3 separate regions of the Mus musculus genome follow, and regions 1 and 3 are each linked to region 2. A link is a contact called in public promoter capture Hi-C data. All regions are on one chromosome and are shown on one strand. The core of a region is the stretch at or near the end of the contact, and the rest is flanking DNA. Distances in the headings are between cores, read along the strand shown.

Evidence for each region. Promoter capture Hi-C pulls out the DNA fragments that hold promoters and counts their contacts.
Region 1: a promoter capture Hi-C map of pre-B cells shows a contact between it and region 2. The contact joins the promoter of Hey2 here to the promoter of Tspyl4 in region 2. A contact is called at or near these places in 2 of 39 promoter capture datasets (cranial neural crest and pre-B cells).
Region 3: a contact with region 2 is called in a promoter capture Hi-C map of pre-B cells. The contact joins the promoter of Echdc1 here to the promoter of Tspyl4 in region 2. A contact is called at or near these places in 1 of 39 promoter capture datasets (pre-B cells) and 1 of 484 Hi-C or Micro-C datasets (B cells).

What each region holds. Positions count from the first base shown.
Region 1 is chr10:30,841,502-30,844,201 of GRCm38.p6, reverse strand. Hey2 (hairy/enhancer-of-split related with YRPW motif 2) reads left to right here and starts at 1,419. Exons shown (of 5, transcript NM_013904.1): 1 at 1,419-1,636. The coding sequence starts at 1,554.
Region 2 is chr10:34,296,013-34,298,712 of GRCm38.p6, reverse strand. It overlaps Tspyl4 (TSPY-like 4), which reads right to left and starts at 1,292. Exons shown (of 1, transcript NM_030203.2): 1 at 1-1,292. The coding sequence starts at 1,199. It overlaps Gm26564 (a long non-coding RNA gene), which reads left to right and starts at 1,289. Exons shown (of 5, transcript XR_871568.2): 1 at 1,289-1,370.
Region 3 is chr10:29,312,125-29,314,824 of GRCm38.p6, reverse strand. Echdc1 (enoyl Coenzyme A hydratase domain containing 1) reads right to left here and starts at 1,325. Exons shown (of 6, transcript NM_025855.4): 1 at 1,092-1,325. The coding sequence starts at 1,158. It overlaps Gm46218 (a long non-coding RNA gene), which reads left to right and starts at 1,408. Exons shown (of 2, transcript XR_001779751.2): 1 at 1,408-1,588.

The DNA of each region.
Region 1 (2,700 bases), core at 170-2,669, 3.5 Mb after region 2:
CGCCCAGTCCAGTCAGTCTTTTGCTGTCTCTTTTTCTCTTGTCCTTTCCCGCTGCACCGGTCTAGTGTAACCAAGGAATGGAGTTTGGAAAGGGTGCCTTAGTCAGATTTCCAGAAAGATAATTATCTGTGTAAGGTGGAGGGTCTCGGTGATTGATGGATGTCTTCTTTTCTCAAAGGCCTTTTTCCACCAAGCACAAAGAGCACCATGTGGAGTCTCTAGACCTCCACTAACCCACCCAGCGCTACAGCGCCAGATGGTCTAGCTCACGCCAGACTCCCCGAGACTGTCTTGCTCACTTCCTGAGCGCGCGGAAAAGTCGGCAGAGCCTGCTAAAAAATCCCCACAGTATGCAGAGAGAGACAGAGACTTAAAAACGGAGTCTGAACACCACACCTGGAGTTTACACAATCCATGCTGTACGTGCACTAAGAACTAGCGATCTGGGCAAACTTTACAAAACAAATACAGTGTACAAGTAAATACAAATCCTCTCCCCGGATGCTAAAGAACTCCGTGGCTGCACACACCGGAGAAACTGGAGGGATGACTGGGACATTTAATTTGGATAATCCAAATCCGAGAACTTTGAACTCGAAAACCTACTCAGATTTGTGTCCTACAATCCCTCTTCCCATCAGTAGGAAGACCACTCAAGCCTGCCATTTACCGAGATAGTTACACCCCCTCCCTCCAGTTTCTGTGTCCAGAGATACAAAGGAAGTAACCAGAGGTGACTAATCCAACAATGCACGGGGACAACCTCCTGCAGTTAGGCACCTGGACCGGTGAGCGGGCGTCCTTTATCTGACCACAACCTAGAGGCTGGGGAGCTGGCAGGGTGAAAAAAAAAAAAAAAAAACTTTGACTTAAAGCTTTCAAAATCCCCTGAGGGTCAACATGACCGCTCCGGTCAGCCACTCAGCAGCTTGATCCAGAAGAGGGACAGCCCAGAGGGGTGGGTCGCCGAGCCTAGCACTCCCACCCTAGACGTCACACACGCTCACTCGCACTCAGCCACGCGCTAGCGGTTATTCTTTAAACCGAGGGTAGAAACTCGGCGGGAGAGATCACGGCTTGCAGGTGATGGCCCAAAACCCAGGAGCCCTCGCCCGACACGCCCGCCCCATGCGCTCTCGCGCCTGCGCCCGCTCCCGCCGCCGGCGGTCAACCCCAGCGCTCCACTCCCGGCTCCCAGGTGCGCGGTGGCATTCCCACGCCTCTGCCAACGCCTCTCGGCAGCCATTGGCCAGCGCGGGTCCGCCCCTCCATATTAACCAATAGAAAGCCACACCGTCCCAGGGAGGCGGGGCCTGGAGAGTGGCCAGGGCGGGCACACGAAGAAGCGGAGGGGCCCCGCCCGCGCTGGGGGGCGTGGCCAGTACCGGGTCTTGCGCCCTGGCTGGGCTGCAGCGTGGGAAAGAACCTCCAGGAGCCGACCGCGCCGCCGAGGGAGCGGCGCCTGCAGAAGCCGGGCAGGGAGGGAGGGAGGAAGCCCGCGGGGAGCGCGCTGCGTTCCGCTAGGCGACAGTAGCTGCTCCTCCTTCGTCGCGATGAAGCGCCCTTGTGAGGAAACGACCTCCGAAAGCGACCTGGACGAGACCATCGACGTGGGGAGCGAGAACAATTACCCTGGGTGAGCGCGGAAAAGCGGGAGGGTGTCCGGGGAGCTTCGGGTGGAGAGGAGACCGTTTTCCCCGGGAAGCGGGTGCTAGAGTCGGGTGGGGCGAGAGATGGAGTTCACACTAGGCGTGGGAGCGACTGGAAGGGAGCTGGACTGGAGCGTGCAGGAGATGGCGAGGGAGGGTCCAGGGCTGTCAGCACAGGACACGCATACTGGCACGTCCGGGCGACGCCCCCGGTACTGGAACTGTATTTAGGGACAGTTCCAAAATAGGTCAGGAGAAAAGAAAAACAACTGGATTTCTGTTTTGAGAGAAACTGGGATCGCGACTTGAGTTTTTGAGGAGGTAAAGCATCTGAGCTAAACAGGCTGAGCTGCGCAGGTCGACAGAGGGTGATCTGGCTGACCCACCCATGAGTGACAGATATAAGGAGCAGATGAGACAGCATTGCTTTGCCTGCTTGTCCTTTAGTCTCCAGGAGATCAAGGTTCTGATCACAGAAGACAGACCTCCTGTTTCCTGTGACAGCAAGATTACCCAACCATTTTAGAGGCGGGGGGGGGTCAAATGATAATTGCTTCTAATTGGCTTGCCCAGAAGCACCTTATTTATTTATTTGCAGCTGTCACTCAAAGAGTGAAATCCTTCCCGCATATAGAAAACTGGATTTATTTCACGGGCTTATTTTAAGACGTAGAAATCAAAGCCGGAAAAATAGCTAAAGCAAAAACGATGCTTATGAGACAGTTTACCAACTCTCTCATTGTTAAAGTATTAAAAAAAAAAATGAAACCGTAGGCTGTCACTAGAAGGGGTGAGGAAGGAGTCAGTTGATTTCGAATTAAGACCCAGAAGTGAGCCGAAGGGGTGGTAATAGAACTTCTCAAAACTAGAGAGGACCTGGAGAGTTTAAGACACTAAAGAAGCATAGTACCTGTGAATTTCAAAGTGACAGAAAGTCCTAGGAGAGTATACATTAATGGACCAACTACACCACCAAATAATCACTTGATTGAACCTTGCAGTCTAAAAATACCTTTTAGTAAACTCAAGGTGAATTGCAGCTTCTCGAGAT
Region 2 (2,700 bases), core at 43-2,542:
GACCTGGGACTCTCCACTGGCTGCCTTGGTGGGACTCGAACTCCACGGCGTGGCCCATCGCCCATCAGATAGTATTGTAGGGGATTGGACCACAGCTCCCCTTTGATAATTTCAGCTATTCTGTCGAATTCTAGGAGGCTGTGGTCTGAGAACCAGTTGAAGAAACTGGGAATCGTGTTCCCCTCCCTATTCCTGTGGATGTGGGCCTGGGGTTCCTGACCCCGGTGCCAGCGGATTGGCGTAGAGAGTGACACCACTCGACCTGAGGATCTGCGCTCATATTCTTTGACCAGCCCCTCATTTCGAAAGTAGGGGTTGCTTTGAAAGATGAACTTAAATTTGCACCCTACTCTTGGCTGCTTAAGCTCCTCCACCTCTAAATTGATCATGTACCTCATCATGTCTTCATCTTGGCCACTAATCATTGGTGACAGCTGGGGGTGGTTCCGAAAAGCGGTGACCCAGAAACCTGGGATGTTTTGGATGATGAAACTTCTGCGCTGCATGTGGAGCCTTCTCATCCGCCCAAATTTGCGTTCCAGCTGGAGGAAGGCCCTGTCAGCCTGCGCATTTACATTTGACAGCTCTTGATCGATGGCCTCCAGCGAGTCCATGCAATTGATCTTCGGAGCTCTGGGTCGAGTCTCCTCTTTCCCTCCTCCAGCTACCTTTTTTTCCTTCTGTAACCCCTTCTTTTCCTGCATTGCCGCTCCTGCTTCTCCCTCCTTGCCGGTGGCCACAGAGATGGCGCACTTGGTAGTCGTCATTTCCTTGGTCTTCTTCGGCCCCGGCATCTGCTGAGACCCCAGGCCCACCGCACCACAGGCTTCCAGGGCTTTCGGTTTAGCAGGGCTGTGAGGCCCTTCAAGCTGACAGCCATTTTTACTGCTGTCGTCGGCTGCCACAGGGGCTGAGGGTGCGTCCCCGCCCTTTGATGGAGACGGAGCATCCTCCAGACCTCTCGCTGCCGCAGCACAACTATTCTCAGCCACTCGGAAGCAGAGCTCGGGGCCGCAGTGCTCGGAATCCGGAGACGCGCCTCCATCCGCACCGGCCTCACCTGCAGCCTCCATCTCCCGCACTGTGTCGGTTTCCTCTTGGAGCCCCTGGTCCTGCTTCAGATCCAGATCTTCGGAGGCATGGGAGGGGGTCGTGGTGTTAGCGAGAGATAGCTCGTTGTTCCCTTCCACGCCGTTCATTTTGGCAGCTGACAGCCCTGCAGAGCTTTCCTTGTCCTCTGCAGACGCAGCGCAAAACCGCAGTGAGTGCTTAGCTCCACCCCTTTTCCTTCTGGGCTGGTGCTACCATGGCAACCTGTGACGTCAGGATACCAGCTGCAACTAACCGTAGCGCGAGAACTGGCAATCCAGGTAATTTTGTCGATCAAGTGTGTTCTTTTTGTCTTTTTAAATGATGCTGTAAATTTAATCTCATCTGGGAAATTGAGTACATAAATGGATGTCGAATTATATTTTACGTCTATTCGTAAGTCTCTAATTAATTTCGACAGTATCTAAACCATGTCTCAAAATAAATTTTAAAATAGAACCTATTGTCTAATAAAGTCAGATTTTATTCATGCTTCCCAGGAATAGAGAAGCGAATTCACCAGCTCACAGGCCCTCCTTATTTCGGACACAGATTCGATTCATAGCGGCTACTGAGGAGCTGCGCAGAATCAGATTTAGGGGGCAAAAAGTGTCGTCGTTGTTTTTACTTTCAAGCAAACAAGACATTCCTAAGGTTAATTTCGATTTCTGCAGAGATTTTGATGTTTGTATACATTGGCCGACATTTACAAAGCAATTGGATATTTCTTCACTTTTAAATAAATAGTAAACCGCGCCTTATTTACAGGTGGCCACAACGCATGCCATATACACAGTTAGCCCCTGAGAATTAGTGAAGGAAATGTAACCTCAGAGGATTCAATTTCTAAAACGATACACATTAATCCTCCTTTGCCTTGGTTTATGATCTTAGGTTCTGCTTCATGCCTGTGGGTATGGAGCCAACTAACATTTGCCCAAATTTGCCTTTGTGAAGGTAGAATCAATCAGGGTTTTTCACACACTTAAGCAACTGTGTCTTTAAAATAATCTACTTTAAAAAAGAAGGGTCATTCATTCAAGTCAATTTAGAAAATGTATTTATTTATTTACTCAATCATTTATTTAAATAAATAAAAGCTATTTATGTATTTAATCACCACGGTCTCTCAGTTTGCTAAAGTCTGAGAATTCGGATGTTAATCCTTAAGGGATAGAAAAAAACAGAAACTTAAATTTTGCATATTTAATGTTTGAATTTCTATTAGAACAAAGCTTTAGAGTTCTTTGCCCTGGGAAATTGATTCCTCCCAGAATATGGTTACACTACAGTAAGAGTCTTTGAATAGGGGTTTAAAGAAAAAAAACAAAAACAAAAAACATTACCCTAAGAACTCTAATGAGGGAAATAATGGCTCCTGGTTCGCCTAAGACTCTGAGGTGGTGAGAACAACACATGGCATATCATGCAGCTTGATTTTTTTCTTTCTTTCTATGCCAAAGGTGAGTGTTCTCACTCAAAGACAGTTGTCCAGGCTGGCCTGCCTCTTCCTAGCCCTATCTCCCAAAAAAGGAAAGAAAAAAAGGAAAATCAATTGATTATCTAAATAAAATTAAAATGTACACACAAATACCAATTCTTTTTCTGTCC
Region 3 (2,700 bases), core at 76-2,575, 5.0 Mb after region 2:
CATTCCAGGTGAACATGCTCACTGCCAAGCCACTGCAAAGCACCTCTGGCCATCTGGGACCAAAGGTTTCCCTCTCCAATTCTACATGCTAGTTCTTCCATTAAAAGTCCTTAAATTATACTAGAAAACTAACATAATTCCATATTTAAAACAATTAGCATAAGTAAACAAAGAAAAATCATAAGGTACTTTTGAATGAAATATATAACCTGTTTCTCAAGTTTTCACATTACACACCACCTACACCTCTCCCCACACAAACCAAAGAAAAGAACTTTTATTTCCTCAAATATTGATTTTTGTCATCCCAAATCTTAGCACATATACTGTTACAGGGTTGTTTTTTGTTTTTTTTTTTTTTCCTGACAGTAATTTCAAGTTATCTTCTCTAAGTTCCCAGACTACATAAAATCCATCTCCACTACCAACAGCTGTGGTCACATCAAACACTATCATTAACTTCTAGTTCTGACAAGTCGTCCTAGTAAATTTAGTTTCCAAGAAGGCATCCGAAGTGTTGAGAACAGTCCCTGGCAAACGGGGATTTCCAAGATTTTTCTTAAAACACATGGCTAGTTCACCATCTAGCTGGTTTCTTCTAATTCACTTTGTTGCACATCCTCTTTGCGCCTCAGCTAGCTGTCAACTAATTGGTTTTCAAGTCAAAAAGACAAACAAAACAAGCCTGTCTTGTTGCCATCTTCCTCTTCCCTCCCCAAGATTTCACTTTTTTTTTTTTTTTTTTAACCTGTCAGGCTCCTATGAGGGAGCTATTTCTTCAAACTAACTCTTTGATCAGTCTTGGTCACATCTCTAGCACGGAGAACAAGAAACAATAACAAGTTAGAGAATCCGATGTGGAAGTTAGGAAATTAAGAAATGCTAACGTGTGGTGATGTCCTTAGTGAGGTGTTCATAACTCCTTGAGATTTGATAAAAGTGGAGACAGAATAGGATAACTTTAATTGCTCCCATCAAAGTTGGGTTGCTCTTCTTGTTGAAAAAGTTGGCTTCACGAAACAAAGATGTAGGAAAAGTTTGAAATAAGCAAGATCATTTAGCTCACAGGTAGAGATCCCACGGAACATTACCTCGGTTCTCACAAGGGATTCCAAAATATTCAGAAATCGGCTTAGAATTGACCTCACACCTTCTCATCCTTTGAAACTGCCAATTTAGCGGATTTTCCCACGTTCTCTGCAACGCCTCAGGATTTCCCAGAGACCTGCAGGAACTCACGAGCCCACCTGCGCGGCGGCGCCTGCGCTGCGGTGCAGAGCCAGCAGAGGGCAGTGCGCCTGCGCGGTGAGCGTGTGCGCAGCCGCGCGCCCCCTCGCTCTGCATTGGCCCGCAAAGGCGCGCCACCCAATCACGCCACAGCGCGCTGGCCAGGGTGCGGGGGGCGAGGGGGCGAGGGGGAGGGGACATCTCCGCGGCCTGTCACTTGGCCGCAGCCTTACCGCCGGCCCGCAGCCCCTGGCTCTGACTTGCGCTTCCGTGTCCTGAGACCCTCTTCCCGCACCCCACCTTCCGCTGCGCGCGAGCCTCTTCCGGCTTCCACACCGCTCCGGGCCTGTTTCCGCTCCTGGTATGCTCCCCGGGATCCTTTGGCCAGAGCTCCTGAGTTAGCTGAAGGAACTCTGGCGACCCGGAAGTCCCGCCCCTCCCCATCAGACTCTTCATGTCTGGAACTTTCACCTCAACTGCTGTAAGCTAGAGCAGGGAGCTCAGGTTTTTTTCCGTGGTTGACATCTCCTTGGTTTAGGGTTCAGACAAGGGAAAGGAGGCCACCCAAATACTTCGTACCCCAATTGGCTGCAAATGAAAAAAGGGAACGATAAGACAAGAAGGCGAGAGAAAGTTAAAGAGCGCTGAGCCTTCTTGGATTTAAGAGCTGCTGGGGGCAGTATTTTATCGTTTGTCAAAAAATACTTAGCAGGTTTTGTGACACGACTATGTCATGTGCTCTTTAAAGACTCGAAGCAAAATGTTTTTGTTTTTAAAAACGGAAGGAAAGGGGAGAAAAGAAAGATGGGTGTCCAGAGGGGGTCAGTTTTGTCAGCTCTGTACCTTGCTTTGGATGGCACTCTGGTGTTCATAGACTTCTGCAGTTATCATACATAATGATCAAAGAAATAAAAACATGTTTTCTGGTGGGATGGATATAATGTGGCAAAGCAGTAGGGCAGAAATGGTGACCAGTTTATAATACAAAGGTGTGTTTAATAAGGAAGAATTAATAAGCCTAGGTTAGCTGAACTGGTAGGAAGAAATCGTTACTAGAAGTGTTTAATTCTAGTATTTTTCAAAAGGCAGAGAGTTTATTCTAAAGCCAAATATAAGTGAGGTTTGGGTTATCCCCAGTTCTTTGTTCCAATATGAAGGTGTTAGGGTAACAGACCAACAAAAATTATTTTCCAAATACACTGATGGGAATGTGAAAGCATGGGGTGAAAGGAACAAGGAGATTTTAAGTCTCAGATCTTAGGTCTCAGAATCTGTAGCTCTCAAATTATAGTTGACCGCATCCTTAGCAGTTCTACTGGTGGAAGCTATTAGTTTGTCTGTTCCAAAAGACTTACCCAGGGACCATTAAATTGTTAGGTCACAGAGAGGTGGTAGCAAATGACTATTAAGCTAATGATGGTCCAAGATAAATTATCATGTGACCCTGGACCTGTCACATTCCAGCCTCTACAC